5 separate regions of the Mus musculus genome follow, and all the other regions are linked to region 3. A link is a contact called in public Hi-C and HiChIP or PLAC-seq data. All regions are on one chromosome and are shown on one strand. The core of a region is the stretch at or near the end of the contact, and the rest is flanking DNA. Distances in the headings are between cores, read along the strand shown. Region 1 overlaps Gm31610 (a long non-coding RNA gene). Region 2 has its middle 160 kb from the start of Tbl1xr1. Region 3 overlaps Gm31813 (a long non-coding RNA gene). Region 4 has its middle 56 kb from the start of Gm31610. Region 5 has its middle 36 kb from the start of Gm31610.

Region 1 (4,243 bases), core at 1,313-3,812, 510 kb before region 3:
CGTCAACCCTGACACAGCCCCGAATTCTCATCGGGACAAGGTTTTATGGGAGATGGGAGAAAGGGAGGGGCAATTTATCTCAGCAAGCATCTAATTGAATGACTATTGGAAGCTGACAGTGCTCTGAAGCAAGACTGTGAACAATAACAAATGGTACATCTGAAACAATCAGACCACTCTTTGATTAGCTGTTGCTAGGAAGTAACAAGGGAGTAACTCTGGGGTACTGGCCAAGGCCAAGCCATGGGGTTCTTCCCAGGACTTGGGTGCAGCTCGGATTCAGCTGCTGGTCAAGTTCTCAGGCTCTTTTTCTTTTAAGGTGGAGGCTGGTCACAAGATGTAGTAGGTCTGGCCTCTCATGTCTTGCTTCCTCTGTGAAAAGAGTTCAAAATATTTAAGAGATTGTCTTACCCTGTAATAGACTATTCCAAGAATAAGTTGGCTTCTCATCTTTTCCATCTTGGAGCAGCTATTTATCATCTAAATCCCAGACACCCAGAAGCAGTGTGAATGTGAGGAGTCCTAGAAGGAACATGCAGCAGCCCTTCCTCTGTGGTGAAGTGACAGTCCGGGTTTAATGAATCCTGGTGATGCACCTTGCTTTTGTTATTTTCAGAGCATTTCTGAGAAAGCTCATGAAGTCAAGGCAGGTGAGTGTGGATCTAGTTTAACCACCTGTGTCTGTGCGTGGCTTGAGCTATGCGCACGCATGCCCTTCTTAACAAGGCATCTAACAGTCAGGGATCCCCCACCTACATCAAATTGTATAGACATCCTGCTCCAAGCAACATAATAGGTGGCCACCCTTCCTTTATCCAGGGTCCCCTCCTTTATAGTCAAACATATGCTAAAATATGTTGCAAGCAATGTATCAATCCAACCTGCACTGGTTTTGAATATATGTATAGTAAGACAAATTGTTATCTGAGTGGACTTTAGGAAAAATCCACTGTTTACCACTTCATGCCTGTGCATAATTTTGAATACTTATGAATTAAATCAAATGCAACTTGGAGAGGACAAGTATGGCAGAGAAAGTCTCATATAACTCAAGTTTGCCAATCAAAAGCAAAGAACCACCCACATCAGGCCCCTTAAAAACAAATGGTCCCCTATGGGGCACCATAAAAGGAAGCCCTAAACAATAACTAAGGCTCTTGGGCACTCTAGCTCAATGACCTGCTATTTACTTACTCCCTTACATTTTATCCTATTCTACCTCTTTAATTCAAACTTCTTTATACTTTGCTGTCTGAAAACTTTGAGCAAGAAGCTGGAAATGCTGTGCCTCCACCATACACATACCCCCAAATACACACACACACACACACACACACACACACACGCACGCACGCACGCACACGTACTCACACACTTGGAACAAACCAATCAGGATGAGATCATTGTACCCTGTATAAATGGTGTTTGGTGTGGGTCTGCAGTCTGAAGCCTGAACAGCTGAGTGCATACTGCCACACACTCCACTCTAGAAGGCTCGTTATCTTGTTTATCTTGTCCTAGGAAAACCTGACCTCCAGTTTAACCTTTCACACAGATTATGAAACAGCCTTCTATTAAATCCCAACACTCTGGCACAATTTTAAACAAAAAAATACCCTGGTGCAATATGGAGGACAATTTTTTAATTGAGAAACAAAACACATTCTGTCCAGGGCTGTGAAGTTGACTTTCATAACAGGCGGGAGTTGTTCAGATTCTGGCAAAGGCAGTTGTAAATTTTCACTTCCCCACTAATTGTCTTGATAACCCCAGGCTATATCCTAATTACTTTTTGTCTTTGGTTTCCTCACTTTGAAAACAAGGAAAATAATAGTTTTCTTTAAGGTAGTTAGCAGGATTAAGCAGAATTATATCTTTTATAAAACACTTAAAGCAGGACCGAGAAACACAAAACATACATTCAATCAATACAAGTTTCTTTCTCCAAACTCCAGGGGAGAACTGAACAGATGTAGAAAGAAACCTTGGGGTACCCCAGGACTACCAAGACATGGGTGGTCTTCAAATTTCAACAAATAATTAGAAAAACAGGAGTTTTGAATTTCAAAACTAGATGTTTTAGGGATGCTAGGAGAAGAAGCAAACATAACTTCTACTAAGAGATGACCACAGATACAGGAAAAATGGTGTCCACATTTATGGAAGAAGAGATTTAAAAAAAAGGCAGAAGTAACATAAACATTAAATGTGAAGGTAAGGTTCTTCTTTGACAATAAAACAATCCAAATATGTGGCTTTGGTGACAAGTATTCTTAGGAACCTCAAAGCTGTCAACTCCAGGCTTGCAGACGGATGAGCGCAGCGGCACACAGTGAATGAAAACACATGCAGCACACACAGAAAAGGCAGACTGTGGGATCAAAGCCAGAAACTATTCTTGGGTTGTTTTTCTCTTCAAAATAAGCTTTTTTTCCCCCATGATGCTAAATTTAAACAGCTGAATTTCTTTTTGTGAAAACAGTATTCTATTCAACCTTTTCAAAAGACTTGCCATTTAATAAGAAGTGGTCATTTTCTCCCAGGGAGGAAACCCCCTGAGCTACAGCTCTTCCTGGAAGAGGCCTGGCATATGATGAATGCTCATCTCCCCTATCTGAGCGGCTGGAGCCTCTACTACTTAGAGCCGAAAAAAAAAAAAAAAAAAACCAACAATGATGAAATTACTGCACCCAACAAGAATGAAGTATAGGGAATGCTCTCTGATTACAAGCCACACATTTTGTGTATGAGGAAGAAACATAGGAGCCTACTTATCTTCCGTTGTCACCATACCTGGGAAGAGGGCACCTCAAGTTAAACAGTGTCTCCATAAGACTGGCCTGTGGCAATGTCTGTCTGAAAGGCATTTTTTATTGCTAATTGGTGTGGGAGAGCTCAGCCCACTATTGGCAGTTTATCCTTCCACAGGTAAGCTTGGGATAAATTTTAAAAAGTAGCTGAGCAAGCCAGGGAATCAAGCCAGTAAGCAGTGGTTTCTTGTTCAAGATCCTACCATGATTTCCTGCTTGGCTTTCCTGGTTGGTGAACTATGACCCTAAGAGGAAATCATCCCTTTCTGCCCTGACGTGCTTCTAGTCATGGTATTTAATCACAAGGGAAAGAGATAAGGCACACAGGAAGAGCAGAGCTAGAGCTGTTGAAGAAATGGCTGGTGTAATTAAGGCTATTGTTTAGAAGGAATTAGATGCTAAAGGATGAAAGAGTCAGCAGCCAAGTTGGAGCAATGAAACCGTGTGCCATGGGCAATTTCTCAGATTCCTGCTTATGTGAGAAGCTTACCACAGACTAATCAAAGTGTATCCTAAACCCACAATAATCAGAGCACGGAAAGAGATGCGTGCAGAGCTAAAGCATCTGAGGAAGGCGCCACTAAACGACAAGAGTAGCCAGGTAAGCTGGTTTGTGAGTCAAAGGTTAGGCACATTTTCACTCTGGGAGATAACTGCTCCTTACCATATCATTATAACTAGACATGCCTTCCAGAAGAGAGGATGGACTCACATGTTCTCAGATCTAACATAGACAAGTTGACCCTTGTTCCATTCACCCACCACACTGCAAAACTCTGAAAACAGTGTCTCTGAGCCCCTTATATCCAAACTATTACTATGCAGTCAGAAGATAAATTTGCCTACTTCTTCTGGTTTACCTGCTCTACTTGATAGACCATGCCCTGCCCTATCCAGACGACAGTTTCTTAAGAAGACAGATACCCCAGTCTGAAGAAATCAGGCCATTCCTCCTGAATCCTCTAGGAGACAGTTGAGAAGTTGTTCTGTGCTGTGGTTTTACAGCTCCTGACTTATGGTCTTAACAAATACTTAGCTTTTCCAGGCTCTTTGTCTCATCTGCTATGAGGAAGTCAATCTAGGGATGTAAGGCATCCCTCCAGGATCTAGAGAGATGGATCAGTAGTTGAGAGCATGTTTCTCCTCCAGTTGATCGACATTATTGTCCCTGGAGGCACATGGTGTCTTACAATGATCTGGAACTCAGTTTCAGGGAAATCTGACACCTTCTTCAAGCCTTCATAGACACCAGCATACTCAAGGCATATATTCACCATACACATACACATACACATACACATACACATACACATACATAATTTTTTAAGATACTTAACTAACCTCATTCCTGGTCCTCAAAAATTTATAAAAGCCTGATGTTTTCTTTGTTGAAGGAACTTCTCTAAAGATTCTTTTCTGGATCTACCCTGTCA
Region 2 (4,520 bases), core at 590-3,089, 300 kb after region 3:
TGGCCCCTCCTCTCGTTTCCCTGCAACAGATGGCCCAGAATGCTTGGCTTGAATTTGCACACTTTAGCCCAATGGTTGCCCTTTCTGTACTGGGGACAAATTCCTGGGACACGGCCTGCTTGCCCATTCTCGGCACCTTTGTTCTTAGGACAATAACTTTTAAAATGACCCAAACTTCCACACTTAAAACATGCACTATTCCCTCGTTTCCGCGGGAACATTGCTTGTATGGCAGTCCCTTGCAAAGTGGTGCCGAAAGCCAAACCCTGATTATATGATGGCCCGATCTCTGCACAAAGATGGACATATCCCGCTAAATCTGTTTGTCCTTTGTGCAGCTGGATAGCAGCTCGACACATTGCGTTAGCGTTCTCATAAGCCAATTGCATAATGAAAGGACTCCCCGTGTCAGATTTTCCAAGGATTCTACTAGCTGCTATTAATAGCCTTTCCATAAAGTTCTGGTAAGGCTCATCAGGACCCTGCCGAATGCTGGCTAAACTTCCACCAACATCCCCTCTAAATGGTAACTGTCCCCAAGCAAGGCGGGCAGCCACTGAAATCTGTGCATACACTCCAACGGGAAAACCAATCTGATTAGCCTGGCCTTCATACGGACCTTCTCCCAGAAGCATGTTACTATCCCAAAAGCGGCAGCTTTCTTACTGGCGTCTCGCCATTCAGAATCCCAAAGTAAGAAATCTCCTCCTGACAGGGTAGCCTTACATAGTCTTGCAATCTAGGGGGATTAAGTGTGACTCCACGACCATATCCAGTAACGCTTGTATGAAAGGGGCTGAAGGACTGTATTACACAACAGCTGTTTTAACTCCTTTATCAACTTGAAATCCAAAGTCTGGTAATGTCTGACTCTAGTATCTTGCTGGTCAATTACTTCCACGACAGGAAAGGCTAGCACACCAGATGTATCCTGTCCTCTCCCACAAGCCTGACTCACAGCTCTTCCTAGTGGCGCTTGGTATATTTCAGAAGAGTTACTCCTTCCTCTATCTGACATCCTTTTTAGCTCCCGAAGTTCATTAGTCAATTTCTGCAGCCTAACTCCAAATTCTAATTTGCTTAGTTGCATGTCCCTATGAGTAGCATCTCTCACGGTAGAGGCTATAGATGGAGTGGGAGACTTGCAAGGAGGCCAATCCTCCTCAAAATATTTGGCAGCTCCTCTTTCTGAGTGATCTTCTTTGTCTAAAATTAGCTCATCATCAGAGTCTCTAGATCTATCAAATTTAGAGTTGAGAGGACCCTTTTCTGAGAAGACCCTCTCTGACAGGCGCTCTTCCTGAGATTCATCAAGCTCTGCCTGGGTACTATCTGACCCTTGCTAGATCACCTTTCCAATAGCATCTTTTAAGAGCACCCAGAGGCAAAGGGTGAAATTATCTGCCTGAGTGATTTTCAAGGCTTTTCCAATTTTCTCCCAGGTTCTGATATCTAAAGTTTCTTCTTCCTTGAACCACTGGCAACAAGAATCTATCCTATCTAAAAAAATTTTCTAACAATTGTACTTCAAGCCCTACTCCTCTTGCCTGAAGCAATTTTTGAAAACTGCAGACAATTGCCTGATTCATTTCTGTTTTTTTAAACCCCTTTCTTCTTGCCTGAGACAGCTTTTTAAAAAGCTGCGGACAACCGTCTGATCAGTTCCTAGTTCTGATAATTCGCTGCTGACCTAAGTGAATCCAGTGCTGGGTTATCGCTGATTCTAAACTTAGCCCATATCCTTCCGCACCTCTAGCAACACTTTTAAAAATGAAGTTTTAAACTAGCGCTAGCATGTGTACCTCTTGCTTCGGTGCCCTATACGATCCTTTTCTTTTTCTTCCCGTGGAGCTCAACAGGAAACAGCGTTCCTTCAGCGTCTTCCTGACCTTCCTCAGGTCCGGGTCCGGGTCGGGCGCCAGATTTTTGCTGAGCTGGCCAGCGGCTCACATGGACAGGGTACACCTGAGTGGCAAACCGGAGCTGAAAGAGAGGGGAATTAGGTGGTCGAGAGAGAAAAATGGAGCTAAGTCAGGGTTCCTGATCAAAGCTCAAATGTTTAATGGCAAATGCGCTTATGGGGGGGTGGGGTGGGGGGGGTGGGGCATTCCCGCCAATTCATCCTTGGATCCTGGAACCAGTTGCAGGCGATGACGAGCAGGATAGGGTGTAGTCTCCAGAATAGCTCAGCAGCCTCCCAGCAGGTAGCAGTATCCTGAAGAGGAACAGCCTCCTTAGCTGACCAATAGAGTGATGTAGGGAGGAAGGCTCCACCCTAGGTAATCTCCTTAGTGGCAGCAAGGTCAAGTTCTGGCTCAGCCTGCTTCAAGCTGGGGGGTGGGGGGGGGCGTGTTACAAGATGAACTAGGTGAAAACTGTCTCAGCAAAAGGCTTACATTTTTAACTATATTAGAAGCATCTGTGTCATTCTTTATACTGCTGGCAGGTTCAAGAAAGCCCTGCTGTAGAAGACCAGGTTGAGGATCTCCTACTTAGTGGCAACAGTAAGTAAAAGGAATAGTCACAGCATTTAAGAACTCTGGAACATGGTCAGTGAATAAATCTAAGTACCCATAGAGTAGAACAAGGAACTTAGATCGAAAGGGAAGTTATAGGAAAGTCACTCAGTGAAACTATAGCAGCAAACCTCCAACAGCTGGGAGAAGATAGTAGCATGGGAGAACAAGAGGCATTTAGAACCTTTCCAGAGGACAATGTTTTTCCAGGTACAAAGTACAAAGCAAAGAAATATCATTAAATGTTACAACAACAACAACAACAACAACAACAACAACAACAACATACCATCTCAGAACTGCAAAACCATAAGAATAGCATCAGGCCTTTGAGCAAAAATCCAAAAATATGGAAAGCTGAAAGTAAATGGCTGCTAGCCAAGATACTCAGCAATTGTCTAATAAAAAGTATAGACTTTTTATTAAACGTTGAGGCACAGCAGGCGGTGGTGGCTCATGCCTTTTTTTTTTTCCATGTACTAACACACCTTATTGATATTCTTTTTTTTTTCCATTTTTTATTAGGTATTTAGCTCATTTACATTTCCAATGCTATACCAAAAGTCCCCCATACCCACCCACCCCCACTCCCCTGCCCACCCACTCCCCCTTTTTGGCCCTGGCGTTCCCCTGGACTGGGGCATATAAAGTTTGCGTGTCCAATGGGCCTCTCTTTCCAGTGATGGCCGACTAGGCCATCTTTTGATACATATGCAGCTAGAGTCAAGAGCTCCAGGGTACTGGTTAGTTCATATTGTTGTTCCACCTATAGTATTGCAGACCCCTTTAGCTCCTTGGGTACGTTCTCTAGCTCCTCCATTGGGAGCCCTGTGATCCATCTATTAGCTGACTGTGAGCATCCACTTCTGTGTTTGCTAGGCCCCGGCATAGTCTCACAAGAGACAGCTACATCTGGGTCCTTTCAATAAAATCTTGCTAGTGTATGCAATGGTGTCAGCGTTTGGATGCTGATTATGGGGTGGACCCCTGGATATGGCAGTCTCTACATGGTCCATCCTTTCATCTCAGCTCCAAACTTTGTCTCTGTAACACCTTCCATGGGTGTTTTGTTCCCAATTCTAAGGAGGGGCATAGTGTCCACTCTTCAGTCTTCATTCTTCTTGAGTTTCATGTGTTTAGCAAATTGTATCTTATATCTTGTGTATCCTAGGTTTGGGGCTAATATCCACTTATCAGTGAGTACATATTGTGTGAGTTCCTTTGTGAATGTGTTACCTCACTCAGGATGATGCCCTCCAGGTCCATCCATTTGGCTAGGAATTTCATAAATTAATTCTTTTTAATAGCTGAGTAGTACTCCATTGTGTAGATGTACCATATTTTCTGTATCCATTCCTCTGTTGAGGGGCATCTGGGTTCTTTCCAGCTTCTGGCTATTATAAATAAGGCTGCTATGAACATAGTGGAGCATGTGTCCTTCTTACCAGTTGGGGCATCTTCTGGATATATGCCCAGAAGAGGTATTGCTGGATCTTCCGGTAGTACTATGTCCAATTTTCTGAGGAACCGCCAGACTGATTTCTAGAGTGGTTGTACAAGCCTGCAATCCCACCAACAATGGAGGAGTGTTCCTCTTTCTCCACATCCACGCCAGCATCTGCTGTCACCTGAATTTTTGATCTTAGCCATTCTGACTGGTGTGAGGTGGAATCTCAGGGTTGTTTTGTTTTGCATTTCCCTGATGATTAAGGATGTTGAACATTTTTTCAGGTGCTTCTCTGCCATTCGGTATTCCTCAGGTGAGAATTCTTTGTTCAGTTCTGAGCCCCATTTTTTAATGGGGTTATTTGATTTTCTGAAGTCCACCTTCTTGAGTGCTTTATATATGTTGGATATTAGTCCCCTATCTGACTTAGGATAGGTATAGATCCTTTCCCAATCTGTTGGTGGTCTTTTTGTCTTATTGACTGTGTCTTTTGCCTTGCAGAAACTTTGGAGTTTCATTAGGTCCCATTTGTCAAGTCTCGATCTTACAGTACAAGC
Region 3 (4,109 bases), core at 412-2,911:
AAACATCTTCTCCTGACCACAATAGACCCTTGCACATACATACATACATACATACATACATACATACATACATACATACATAGAAACACCCATACACAAAAACAACAAAAAACCTGAGAAACCCCCATCTCAAGCAAAAACTGGGGATCACCTGGTGAAGAAGGACACTTGAGGTTGCCCTGTGACCTTCACATGTTGGGCCTTCAGACACATACACAGGAATATTGTTTGTATGACAGCAACTTTCACAGCAAATTTTAACTTTAAAAAGAAAAAAAATCTTGCTTTCGGCTGGCTAGAGGTTTCAACTAGGCCCCAAAATGAGGGTTCATTTTCTTCCTGACCCCATAAGTTCCACTTTTCTGCACGTCTCACCATTTCAGACACTTCTAGGGAGGGCTATCAGGGGGCCATCTTGGAGATTTTTTTGCCCTGACTCCTAGCTTTGTGCATCCCAGCTGTGGCTGGATTTGAGAAATGGCAGCTTCAGATTGCTCTCTGTCAAAGCATTTAGGGGGAAGTTGCCCTAAGGTTCTGAAAGGACTGGCTGCAGGAAGAGAAACCCTTACTAGTGAGAGGCTGTCTGCTCTGCTTCCTCCAGGGGAAACTTAAGGACTTTAGATCAGGCAGCTCCCTGCCGGGAGCAAGGGGGGGCGGGGGGGGGGGGGTGAGATCAGGCGAAGGAGGGCCAGCCCTTCCCCTTGTCATTCTCCAAATTAGGGCTGGCTGCCATTATTTTTTTTCCAATTAAAAATACTGAAGAGAACTTAAAGGAGACCAGTCCTGTGTCTGTAAATAAATAGCCTGTTTGGCTATTCAGAAAAGGCACCATGTTGCGTGAGTTATTGGATGTATTGTCTTTAATATGTGAATGTGTTCTCTAAAACAAAGTGGCAGCCATCTATACAATTAATTAGTATCAAAGCTCCTTTCATGTACCCTTCACAGCAAGGGGGAGAGAAGTAAACTACTTAAACGAATAAACTTTTAAAAAGAAAGAAAGAAACCTAAATAAATAAATAAACCCCTCACTCTAGGCAAAGTAACCCCCGGAACTTATGATAAAGAGATCTTAATTAACCCCAAATCCATCTACTCTTCTCTGCTCCAGAACCGAAACAGAATGCTAAGGCAATTTACTCGGAGAGCAGTTTTGCACCATAAATCTGGGCCATGTTTTTCTGTGCGTTTGCCCTGCAGTAAGCTTAAAGAGAAACTCAACCACCAAACAGCCTTGGAGGCAAAGCAAAGCCCTAATCACCCGCAATGGTGATTGCATAACACCCGCCTCCCAACCCCCACTCCTAAGCATCAAGAGGCAGGCTTTGGCTTCTGGTTAGAGCACATGCCTTTCTTTTTTTTGCCTGTGTGAGAATCATTGAAAATGCTCTTTAAGGACCAAAAGTCAGGGCACGTGTGTTTTCAGAAGAAATGGAGGTCACTTGAGGGTGACTTCTGAGTACATCCCCCAAGCCAAAATGAATCTGTATCGATATCTAAAGTGCATCTGCTTTTAGAGCAGAAGCCACCATCTGTTCCTAATTGGTGCCCTGGAGGTACTCCCTGTGGAAAAAAAGGGCCTGGCCGCAGCAGCCGCGCCTCCCCGGGGCTGCAGACTCCGCTCGGGGCCTTGCTGGTGCAATCGAGTGCTCCTCTCTTAGATAATGCCAGGTATTCTGGAAAGTAGCCGTGTAATAATACACAAACCCCTGATGATGTCAGCGTGTTATTGACTTTCCAAGTCTGAATGACTGAGCAGAGGAGAGGGGGGGTGGGGCGCCATCCATCCGGCGGCGCAGAGACCAGCCGAGCGAAAATGGGCTCACAGTCCAGCGGGGGAGGGGAGGCGCGGCGGCTGCCTGGCCAGGCTGGATGGATCTCAGCCGCATCAGGATCGCCTTCACCGAGTCAAGAGGGGGCCTGGGCTAGGGAGAGGGGGGTTTCAATGTTATGTTTAGCCAAATATTCCTCTGGCCGATATAACTGCTACCACCACCTACCTCCAAGCGCACACCACGTGGCAGAGCAGATTACAAAGCTAGCAGCAGTCACCAAGGTAGGGGAGGTTGGAAAGGCCTTGCCCCATCCCGCCCCCTACACTCCAACACGCACAAGATACTGTCCTCAATATCTGGAAAGCTCCAGGTCCCTTTTTCCTGTAGAGTTCTCTCTTCAGAGAGCCTCTACGAAACTGCTCCTCAGCTCTGGTGACATTTTGTGGGTCATGTTTTACATGTTTCCTTACAGGTACACAGTGTGGGCTCCTGTTCCCACCTTGCAAACTGACCATCGGGTACTCGGACCATGTTCAAGGCTAGGTTAACAATATTTGCATTGAAAGACCCAGAACCTCCCCTCCCCCGACTTTTGCTACCAACTAGGGTGGGGCCTGTGCCACCCAGCTGGTGTCTCCTTGTCTCTAGAGCCCTGGCTTTTCTTTTAGCACTCTCGCACATCCAGCATACCCAGCTTGGATCCTGGCTGTCCCCTGTCCCAGACCAGAAATCGGCTTCCCCTGCCCCAGGTGTGTGCAAAGGCCACAAGAGTCTTCGCTCTGGAAGGGGAGGGCGGGGCCTGTGCAGAAAGGAAAGCAAACTCGTGCTTTGGAGACAGGGGGTCTATTCAAGGCTTCTGAGCTTGGGCTCAGGGCTCAACCTGTTTGGTGGCCACATCAGTGAAGTTGGGACAGCCACTGTCCTCTCAGCAACTGGGGAGTCATACATCTAGACTTTGCAAAGGTCTCTCTGTCTCCCTTTTTTAAAATGGGCCACTCTTTCTTGGGAACATTGCACTTGTCGGGTCAGAGCCCCTGTCCCTGTTTCTGAAAACAGTGTACAGACCCTTGGATTCCTAAATTCCACCCCCTTCTGATGCTCCAAATCCACGAGGATCCCAAAAGAATCACTTAGTGCAGGGGGTGGAGACCACACTGGGCCTAGTTCACCCCACTCTCCTACCTTGCCCTAAAGGATTAGCCTAGGATCCTAATGCTGACATATTTTAATCCAATCAGAAGCCTTCTTAGGGAACTAGAAACTGGAAGTGTAAAAGACAACTCCCTAGGCAGAAACTGAAAAAAATTAAAAAGTTCAATGTGACCCCATTTCCTGGCCTAATGCAGGAGAGACCAACCAGTATGAAGACAGAGATAGTCAGAGAAGGAAACAAGAACAAAGCCGAGAAGCCAGCAGGTTGTGGGTCACAATTGTGACCTTGCTATAGCCCTCCCTGCCTCATATTCCTTGTGGCAGCCTAGTTTGTTTGTTTGTTTGTTTTTAACACATGAATGTCTCCTTATTGTTTAACTTAATTTATATCTGAGTTATATCTACCCACAACCCTCAAAGCCAAACTGCATTTCTTAATCCACGTTGCCCAAGCTCTCAGAACTAGCTCTTCAGACCTCGTGTGAGCCCCACTGTTTTGAGCTGTGTTCCCAGAGTGTTTGTGCCTCAGCCTTAACTCCCACAACCAGATGCTCAGTAAATCTACTGCAGATTGCAGGGGCCCGGATTGAATGGCAGGAAAGTAGCCCGATAGCTGTTGGAAGCCCAGACTTCGGTAAATGTAAAGGAAGAGTGTTACATATTGCTTCGGACTTCCAGAAGCCCATCTGCCCTGCCCTAGTGGTAATTAGTGCTTATTGGAGTGAATAGAAAAAGAGAGATTATATCTCCCTCTAAATTGCTTTTCATCCGAATCTTGAAGAAAAGGAGTGAGTCGTCAGGCTTCATGACTCCCTGCTGTGGAAGGAGGAAGGCTAAAGCAGTCTAAGGTTACCAGAGTTTATGGGAGGCGCGCAGGCCCACACTGTATCCTAGGATAAAGTTCAGTCAAGGCAGAACTGCCTTGCATTCCCCTAACATTCGCTTCCAAAAGGTTTTTTTCCAACCCATGAGTCACTTCCAAGTCAGAATCAGAGACAAACGCCTGTAACTGTGTGCCAGTGAGTCAGATTTCCACCCTGCCTTATGGACGCTCTTCTAGCTCCAAGAAGACAGGGCAGTCCGCAGCCACCCGGCACAGCATGAAAGGTGTTACAACTGCTGCTTGTTGGAACCAGCTCCCAAGCCCACCTCTCTGGCATCCAGCATCACATTTCAACCCAT
Region 4 (4,376 bases), core at 417-2,916, 390 kb before region 3:
TGATGTCTAGGTGCCACAGTTGTAGCAGAGGACTGAGCATCCAGGCCTGTCTGGATGTGAAATCAGGGTAACACACAAATGCATTCATACAAGTTGGAAGACTCAGCCAGGAACACACAATTTTCAGTACACAGAGATACAATCTTCCTGAGCATGGATGTCTAAATGTGGGGTGTCTGTGTATGTGCTCGTATCCTGACGATTCCTGGGCTCTATCCACTGAGCGCTTTTGCCTGACTACCCTAAGAACATGTCTTCCAAACCTACTGGGTGACACACACACCCCTCCCCCAACCCCCCCCCCAAAAAAAATAAAAATAAAAAACCTTCACAGGCCTCTGAGGCATAGCACACCTTGAGGAAACAAAAGTGGAAGGACTAGCCTTTAGGATCATGAGGGGCCATAACAGGACAATTTACCTAGTCTGAAAAATTCAGTCCTTCTGTGGTTCACCCATTTGCTGGAGAGACAGCAGATTAGGGACTTACTTTAAATGGACAACCACCATTAGCATTCCTGAGAGCTAGCTGCCTTCTTGTCCTTACCTTGATCTGAATACCCAAGAAAAATTTACATTGGCCTTTTGGTCTCCATGGTAACCAGCATAGCATCTTCAAACATCCGTAGAATTGCCAGGCAAAGTCATCATTTTATCTCCATTCATTCTCTAGAAAAAGACAACTGGCTGGGTACCTGAGTGCCTTGGGCACTCTTCATCTGCGCAGTCTTGGGTGGGTGTGAAATCAGAGAGGAAATTAGCGATCCTTGAGTCTCCCAGAGCTCCACTGAAGAACCCTGAATGGACTCTACAGTAAGCCCACCCACACTTGCCTCTTAGCTTCAGGATGAACCACTTCTAGAGCCTCAGTTTCAACATCAGCAAAGTGGGTAGCACCTACTGACTGAAGTAGCAGTGGGATGAAAACAATGAATAGAGATCAAAGCTCCAGAAAGGAAATGGTTCAGCACACCCAGGCTCTCACCCCATCCCTGGCCCACAACCCACTCATACCTTATTACCATCCCTATCCCCACCCCAGTCTCTAACCTGCTTATCCTAGTGACAATCCTAGGTGATCCCATATTCTGTCAAGTGACAACCAACTATAATTGTTACACTCTATTATTATTTTATAGTCTGTATTTTAATCTTTCACATATATATATGACTTGAAGAAGACATGTCCTGGAGCCATTTCTCCCCCAACATTTGAATTATCCTGTAAATTTTTCAAAAATCAAATTCTTCATTTTATTTTTAATAATCGATAAGACAGTTATAATAAAGATTGAAGAACTTAGAAATATACCTTTTAGATTAGAAATACAAAAAGATGCCTATCTGGACTAAGAGACTTTTTTTATAACCTCTGGGCCACATAATATATTTTCTTAACCTAGCTATGTCATTTACAAATTGGAGATAATTTGCTTTAAAAGGTAGCCAATGAGGGCAGCAGAAAAATTCTAGACAAAATGAGGTGCAGGGCAGGCTCTCAAAAGCACATGCCTGCAGTTCAGAGCAGCATATGAAAAGGGGTGAATTTGTTTTCAAAGCTTTCACAGCTCAGTTCTGAAGCAGGTCCAGGCCTTACATGCTGTGACTCATCAGAAGCTGCCTTGAGCAGCTCCATCCCCCAAGTTCGGCTTTTCTCACCTCCTCTTAGACATCCATTCTTTGCTTTGCAAAATGCTATGTTCAGATTACAGGCACACCAGCCAGCTCTGCAGGGAGGTGTAGAAAAACCTGCTAATGATGACTTCCATTTGCAGCTGCAAGGTAACTGCTTCTCTGACACTCAGTGAGAAACCAGATACTATACTGTCTTCATTATCTCCGATGCTGTTTCCTTTTAAAATAAGCACCACACACACACACACACACACACACACACACACGCCCGAGTTTGAGTGCGCACACTCACACATATATCTGGTATATTCCATTTACCATTTATCAGATCCCTTTAATTTAAAAGTAAAAGTCAATGTGAGGTAGTGGCTTACATGTGTAATTCAAACACTTGGGAGGCTGAGCCTGAGGGATCGCCACAAGTTCAATGCCAGCCTGGGGCACTTAGTGAGTTTTAGGCTTATGGTGAAATCTTATCTCAGGAAAACCAAATGAATGAGAGAAAGGCAGCACTGTGTTCGTGCAAATGTAAAGTGTTAGGGGTGGAGAACTGGTAAGCAATGATCTAAGAAGTGGAGTGGCTGTCTTTGAAATGATGACAAGAATGAATTCAATCTCTAAGTAAACACTTCGGGGAATCTAGCTTTGAGCTGCTTCTTTAGGCCTTGAAAGGACCACAAGATCAAGTTCTCAGCACAAAGAAGATTTATTTGTCCCAGAGGAGCAAAGGGCAGGGAATAAGAGTCAAAGACAGAAGATAGAACATGAGAAAGAAGGGGAAGGGAGAGAGAAAAGGGGTATTTGTTCTAGAAGGGGAGGGGGCATAGAGAGGAGACTGACACGGCATATAGGAAATGATGGTTTATAAAGGTATGGGGGTATCCCTGTGTTAGGATAAAGTGTTTAATTTTGATTGAACAGGTTAATTAGGGTGTCCCTAAGGGGGCTTTTGATTGTTGTACTCCATTACTTTGATAGCTGAAACTTGATAGTCATAGAAGAAAGTGACCAAATAAGGGAATCGTCCTTGGTGACTAGCTGTAGGAATGTAATTTCATGGATTTTAGCAAGAAAGAGGGAATGGGGGAAGGGCCAGCTCTGCCAGAGCCGTGTTAGCCATGCTCTGCCTGCTAGAGCCCATTAGGCTGAGTGTATGATACGTGGCTCCCCTTCTCCAAAGAGTTCACAATCAAATTGGAGAGGAAAATTAGACCTGAAATGCTTTTAGTTACTAATGTACCAAAGTGAGACCATACAAGGACAAATTATCAAAACATACTTAGATAGACATATAGGCTGATGGTAGAGAAAGCCAATGTGACACATGGTGACAGGAGAAGGCTTTGCAGCAGCACAGGACCCAGTGTGGCTCTGACTAGGCAGGAAAGGTAGATATCAGACTGCTCAGTAGGGAGAAGCCAGGGTTCCCAAAAAGGCCATCAGGGAGAACACCAGGAAGTTACCAGCCACAGACACTCACAAAGGCCTGATCAGAGCCACTGTGGCTGGGACTGGAACCTCATGCAGATAAACAGAAGATGGGCACAAGAAGCAAGTCCAGTTCTGAGACAGCCGTAGGAGCCTGGTCACCTCGCCACTCACACTGCCATGTCCCAGTCACGGAAAAACATTTGCTAGGCCCAAATCCTACATGAGGCACTGCTGGGGCTAGGAAAGGCAGGGGGCAAGTGAAACACATTTCAGCTTCAGCATCTAGACAGGAAACTGTAACAATCTGTGGCAGCCCTGCATAATAACTCGTCAGTTTGATTTTCTATCTGGGTAGCAATATTAGAAGCACCTGGCTAATGACCATGCCTTTAGTAAAGCTTCAAACTGGAGGACACCTGTCACTTGAGTCTTGGTCTTTTTGCTTTGTGTTACCACTGACTTCTTAAATTGGCACACAAAGCAAAAGCAAAGGTTTTAATCACGGTGTCTTCACACATGTGTGCCATTATACTTTGTACTCTGCTCACAGTCAGTTCTCTCCCCCACTGAGCAGTCACTCCCCCATTCCCTCCCTCCAGCTGCTTCCAGGTTTTCTTCCAGTTAGTCTCCCTCTCTGCTTTCCTACTACAAATATTCCATTACTCCCTGTATTCCTCACGTTCCCCAAGGTCTCCTTCTCCCCTCTTACACTATCCTTTCTAGTTTTATAATCTAAACACACATACATGAATGCACACACACATACACAGGCAAGTATTTTCATGCTGTGCTGACTTAAGACCCCTTAGAATTTTTTCATATGCCTGTATAGTGTATGCATACACATGTTCATGTGTGTGGGGAACCTTCTATGATCGTGCATGTGCTTGGGTCCAGAGGTCAACGTTCGGTATCTTCCTCAATCATTCTTCACCTTACTTCTTGAAAAACTGTTGTGGAACCTGGTTACCAAGCCCCAGGGATCTTCCTGCCTATGCCTCTCTAGCACTAGAACTACAAGTGTGAACTTCTATGACCAGCTTTTTATGTAGATTCTCAGGCTTCAAACTCAGCACATGCTGTGTGATATTATTGACCGAGCCACCTTCCAGTCGTTCTGTTTGTTCATTCTCCATACTGATTTTTGTGGAGGCTGCTTAGGTTCCTCTTAGCAGTGAATAAGGGCACCTTTTTCACTATGGACTCACCAATGTATGTTGTCAGTTTTTTTGTTTTTTTTTTATGGTCGCAATTCAATCTTATTCATCCTTTATGTGATTAAATCTTCCTTCTATTGTAATTGTCCATCGT
Region 5 (4,399 bases), core at 182-2,681, 410 kb before region 3:
AAGGGACGGGGTTTCGCCATTCTCTCTCTTGCTCTCTCTCTCTCTCTCTCTTGCACTCTTGCACTCTTGCACTCTTGCGCTCTGGCTCCTGAAGATGTAAGCAATAAAGCGTTGCCGCAGAAGATTCCGGTTTGTTGCGTCTTTCCTGGCCGGTCGCGAACACGTGTAAGATAAATTTAAGTCAGCCCCAGAAAATTCTATACATGCCATCTTGTCAAAAACACACACCCAAGGGAAAAACATAAAGCTGGTTGCCATGTGAATTACCTATACTCATTTCTATTGGTATATAATTCTCTAAATTTTTAAATTTTGTGTATGTGCTTATATGTATATATATATATGCACAAGTGTAAAAAGGGTTCCATTCCATTAGTTACAGGTCATTGTGAGCTTCCTAATGTATGTGATGGGAACTGACCTTGATTTCCCTGAAAGAACAGCCAGTACTCTTAATCACTGAGCTGTTTCTCTACCCCCTACATTTGTAGTTCTAAGCAATTTGCAGAGAATGTTTTGTGACTAAAATGAACAAGGTGGAAAGGCTTATTGAGACCCTGCCTCCAGAATCTTGTCAATATCAACAAGCTAAATTCTATCTCTCATTCCTTACCACTCATGATTCTTCCAAGCACAAAATTCTACAGCAGAAAAAAACAGATCTTGAGTTTCAAAGACAGTTAAACTGGATTGAGAATGCAGTGTAGTCATAGCAATGTCAGAAACTCAACATTATGGCTATCTGGATTGAGATTCTTCGTCATCAAGTATGCCTCAAGGATTCAAGGAAATGTGTTTGTGTGTATTCCTGTGTGTTCAACAGATATGTTCATTTTTATGTGAGGATGAGGGCACGTATTTGTGACTACATGTACACTTTTGTGTAGATGCCAGAAGTCAACATCTGATGTCTTTCCTCAGGAACTGTTCACATTGTTTTGTAGACAAAGTCCTATTACTGGGCCACAGCTATCCAAATTGGCTACACTGGCTGGTCAATAAATTAAGTACTCACCTGCTTTGTCGACATTAGGATTACAAGTATGCTGCACCATACCAAGCTTTTTATATGGGATTGTGGGGGACAAGTTCAGAACCCTGTGCTCAAAAGCCAAGCATTTTATCAGCAAAGCTGTCTTCCCAGCCTTTAACCAAGCTTTAATTTCTCAGAATCTCAGTTCAATTCTTGGTCCAGTGGATGTAGCAGGTACTCTCTTGTTTTATTTTGAGGAATCAACTAAGCACAACCCTGAAAGATCCTGACACATGGTAGGCTGCAGTGACTCCTGTTCTAACAAGTATCCAGCTGTATTGCTTGCTACTGGTATTCAGATGTATCTGGCTGCCTGGCAGGGTGGGTCTGCCAGGAGATTGCTTCAGGAACTGAGGAGCCTCCTGGGAAAGAACTCAATGAGACTGTCAGAAAAGCTTGGCCCAGGAAGAAAAGAACTCCATTATCTGGGGGGAAGGCTGGCTTTGATTCTGTGGGGCTTGCCTCCCCCCATCCTGCCTCATTCAGATATTATCATATCAGAGGCCCTGGGAGAAAGGAGACACTGAACACAAAGAGAGCTGTTTTCTCCAAGGGGAAAAAAAAAATCTGACTGGCTGGCTTGTATTTCTTCCACTGCTTTTTGCATACACCATCACTGTGAGAATTCTGGCTGATCTCAGCTGCTGTGGGATTTTTTATTCCCTTCGTTGGTGGGTTTGGCTCACTCAGCCAGACTCAGAGCATCAGCATTTGGCTTCTGTGTTCAAATTCTTTGAATGAAATAAGCACCTGGCTCCCTCTGTCTTCTTTGGATGCAGTCACATTCCATGGACTTCTAGAGGGATTTAGCATTTGTATCAAATGTGAAAGCCCAACTCATCTCTAGAACAACCTTATGCAGCAAGTCTCCATTGCATTAATGAGGACATACCCTTGTTGACCAATATGTCAACTCCAACCACTCCTGACTAAGGAGACAGATTCTCAGAGAGATTCTGGAGAGTGTGGAGCTAATTTGAACTGTTAATCTCAATAAATGAAATGAGGAGAGCCTTACATTTTACAGGCTCCAACATCCAGACGTTTAATCCTCAGAAGTAGATTTTTATTTTTCTCATGCCCCAGATCCCTTGTGGGACCACATTTTATCCCAACCTTGTTCCAGATCTTATGTTTAATAGTATCTTTCAGGATGTAAAATTTGTATTTGCTCTTGAACCCAGTGGCAGCTAGTTCCTCTCCAGGGGTGCTTTGCAGTAGAATTTTTCAATCATCTGCACTGCCCAACATGGCCTCTCTGAGGACCTGAAGGTTTCTGCCAGACATTTGACAAGAAGTTTGTATGGCGAACAAACGTAATTTTACTAAATTGTTTAATTTTAATGAATTTAAATTGTTACTAGTTGCTAAAAACCTGGCATACGTAGATGATCAGTTCTCAGCACAGGAGACTTTGGTCCCTTCAGACACCAATGCATCCATAGTCTAGGCAGGACCCAGGGTAACAGCTCCACAGTTCTATCAACTTTCCATTGGATGAATATGAGTTCCTTATTGAGGAAGTTACAGGCAACAAGTTCAGCAAGAAGCAGTTCAGTGCTATATTTAAATAATTCCCTGGGCAAGGTGCTTTGAGAATTATCTATGAAAACACTAAGCAACAGGATGCCAAAAGATAAGTACACCTTTTATTTTCTGCATAATCTGATCAACTTTCTTAGTCTCCTTAGCAACTCAGGGCCCTGCAGTACATCTTCTAAAATCTGCCCATCCCCTCCACCTTTCCATGCCCTCCTATAAGAAGATTTTATGTGTTGACTTTCTTCTAAATCCTGAAGACAAGGAGTTAACTCAAGGTGAACTTATTTTGACATCTTAGATCTAAGGCTGTGTACTGCAGATAAGGACTCTTTGAAGAGTCTCATGAGCTTATAGCTCCTCCATCTCCATCCCACTTTTCCTTCCCAAGGTTGATTCCACATCTTCCTCACAGAGCTACAGTAAGGCCAGTCTCTCTAGTCCCTGCTATACTCTGGCTTCTCTTTCACCATATTCTTAAACACTCACCATGGAGATGCCCAAGTTTGTCTGAATTCCAAATATCTTGAAATCTTATCACTATGTTTTATTTCTTTGCTGGATAGGGGTTTGATCAACTTGACACAGCTAGGGTCATCAAGAAAGAGAGGACCTCAATTGAGAAAATGTCCGCCTCAGATTCTCAAGGCTATGGGGCATTTCCTTTGTTACCAATTGACAGCCATTTTGAGCCCAATATAGGTGGGAAGCAGATAATAGGTTGCACAGCAGGTAAAAGAATGATGAGTGTTATAGCTGAGCCTATAAACATACAATATGAGCTGAGGCAGTGGCAGAGAGGGTAATTCTAGTGAAATACTACTTTGTTCTCAGCAGAGTCCTACCTAATATGACCTGATTACACAAGATAAGAAGTGAGCATAGGTCAGTGCAGCTATTAATCCAGGACCAAATTACACTGCATATTCCAATAAGATTGGCATCATCATAACCAATCAGTCTACATTAACTGTGAGTTTAAGGCATGATGCCAGATTTACTGAAACCCTGATGCTGTGTAGGTGTGGATGGACAGAAGGATCTCTGGGTCTTACTGGCTACCAGCCTAGCTCCAGGATCAGTGAGAGACTTTCTCAAGAGAGTGTCTGAATATATCTGAAGTTTTTCTCTGGGCTTTATGTAAAATTTTGAAATCTGTATCTCCTATAATTGTCCTAGTTGACAGAAGTATCACTAAGAAGTTGAGAGGGCCCAGGCTGATGTACAGATGTAACAGTGTGCCCATGAAACTCATGTGGCCAGTCCTGAACAATAATAACCAATCCTCAAAGGGTTTCAGTCTGACTGTAGTGTCAAAAGATGGCCATTCAAAACTAGCACAGCTGGCCAAAACTTTGGAAGTGAAAATCAAAGGTTTTCTGATAGAAAAAAATACAAACCAAATGATTTAAAAAGTAAAATAAAAGCTATAAGTTCAATGCTGGAGAAGTAATTAAATGGTTAATAGCATGAAATTCATTTCCATTAAATCCAAGTTCAGTTTCCAGCACTCTTATCGCATGGCTCACAACTACCTGTAACTCCAGTTCCAGAAGATCTAACAACACAGGTAGCCACACCCATGCTTACATACACATGCATACAACATGATTAAAAGTAAAATCTATAAGTTAACTGTACTGGCTATTCCTGATTGTTAGCTTGACTATATCTAGAATGAACTACAGTCCAGAACTGGAGGGCTCACCTGTGATCCAGCTATTGAGTCTGGAAGACAAAAGTTTCTGACCTGGATCTTGGCATGAAGATCTTGGCATGGAGGCATAGTGGCCATGAAAAGCATAGGCCCAGGCAAAGTAATACATG

The links. Hi-C and Micro-C count contacts between places; a contact is called where the count stands out from the background. HiChIP or PLAC-seq counts read pairs in DNA pulled down with a chosen protein or histone mark.
Region 1: a Hi-C map of uterus shows a contact between it and region 3, with 3 times the contacts expected there. The contact joins two enhancer-like sites. A contact is called at or near these places in 5 of 484 Hi-C or Micro-C datasets (liver and uterus) and 4 of 115 datasets of contacts at active chromatin or transcription factors (embryonic basal ganglia, embryonic stem cells, fibro-adipogenic progenitors and 1 more).
Region 2: an H3K27ac HiChIP or PLAC-seq map of microglia shows a contact between it and region 3, with 8 times the contacts expected there. The contact joins two enhancer-like sites. A contact is called at or near these places in 3 of 115 datasets of contacts at active chromatin or transcription factors (embryonic stem cells and microglia) and 1 of 9 other capture datasets (embryonic stem cells).
Region 4: a contact with region 3 is called in a Hi-C map of brain, with 2.9 times the contacts expected there. The contact joins two enhancer-like sites. A contact is called at or near these places in 1 of 15 datasets of contacts at CTCF or cohesin (the NIH/3T3 cell line), 6 of 484 Hi-C or Micro-C datasets (brain, cerebellum, embryonic fibroblasts and 2 more), 10 of 115 datasets of contacts at active chromatin or transcription factors (craniofacial prominence, embryonic forebrain, embryonic midbrain and 7 more) and 1 of 9 other capture datasets (embryonic stem cells).
Region 5: an H3K27ac HiChIP or PLAC-seq map of oligodendrocyte precursor cells shows a contact between it and region 3, with 6 times the contacts expected there. The contact joins two enhancer-like sites. A contact is called at or near these places in 2 of 484 Hi-C or Micro-C datasets (the HPC-7 cell line and epidermal suprabasal cells), 9 of 115 datasets of contacts at active chromatin or transcription factors (craniofacial prominence, embryonic hindbrain, embryonic midbrain and 6 more) and 1 of 9 other capture datasets (embryonic stem cells).

What each region holds. Positions count from the first base shown.
Region 1 is chr3:21,425,244-21,429,486 of GRCm38.p6, forward strand. It overlaps Gm31610 (a long non-coding RNA gene), which reads right to left. Exons shown (of 5, transcript XR_880697.3): 5 at 1-372. Among named protein-coding and RNA genes, the nearest start is that of Gm31610, 62 kb to the right of the region's middle. Within about 2 kb of position 2,563, at least 16 of the 459 cell types and tissues checked have an H3K27ac peak or open chromatin away from gene starts, as enhancers often do. A contact at or near this core is called in uterus, where this site is marked.
Region 2 is chr3:22,237,787-22,242,306 of GRCm38.p6, forward strand. No RefSeq gene overlaps it. Among named protein-coding and RNA genes, the nearest start is that of Tbl1xr1, 160 kb to the left of the region's middle. Within about 2 kb of position 1,840, at least 3 of the 459 cell types and tissues checked have an H3K27ac peak or open chromatin away from gene starts, as enhancers often do. A contact at or near this core is called in microglia, where this site is marked.
Region 3 is chr3:21,934,375-21,938,483 of GRCm38.p6, forward strand. All of the region lies in intron 3 of Gm31813 (a long non-coding RNA gene), which reads right to left. Among named protein-coding and RNA genes, the nearest start is that of Gm31813, 28 kb to the right of the region's middle. Within about 2 kb of position 1,662, at least 417 of the 459 cell types and tissues checked have an H3K27ac peak or open chromatin away from gene starts, as enhancers often do. A contact at or near this core is called in brain, craniofacial prominence, fibro-adipogenic progenitors and 5 more, where this site is marked.
Region 4 is chr3:21,542,980-21,547,355 of GRCm38.p6, forward strand. No RefSeq gene overlaps it. Among named protein-coding and RNA genes, the nearest start is that of Gm31610, 56 kb to the left of the region's middle. Within about 2 kb of position 1,667, at least 25 of the 459 cell types and tissues checked have an H3K27ac peak or open chromatin away from gene starts, as enhancers often do. A contact at or near this core is called in brain and craniofacial prominence, where this site is marked.
Region 5 is chr3:21,523,155-21,527,553 of GRCm38.p6, forward strand. No RefSeq gene overlaps it. Among named protein-coding and RNA genes, the nearest start is that of Gm31610, 36 kb to the left of the region's middle. Within about 2 kb of position 1,432, at least 41 of the 459 cell types and tissues checked have an H3K27ac peak or open chromatin away from gene starts, as enhancers often do. A contact at or near this core is called in fibro-adipogenic progenitors, neural progenitor cells, oligodendrocyte precursor cells and 1 more, where this site is marked.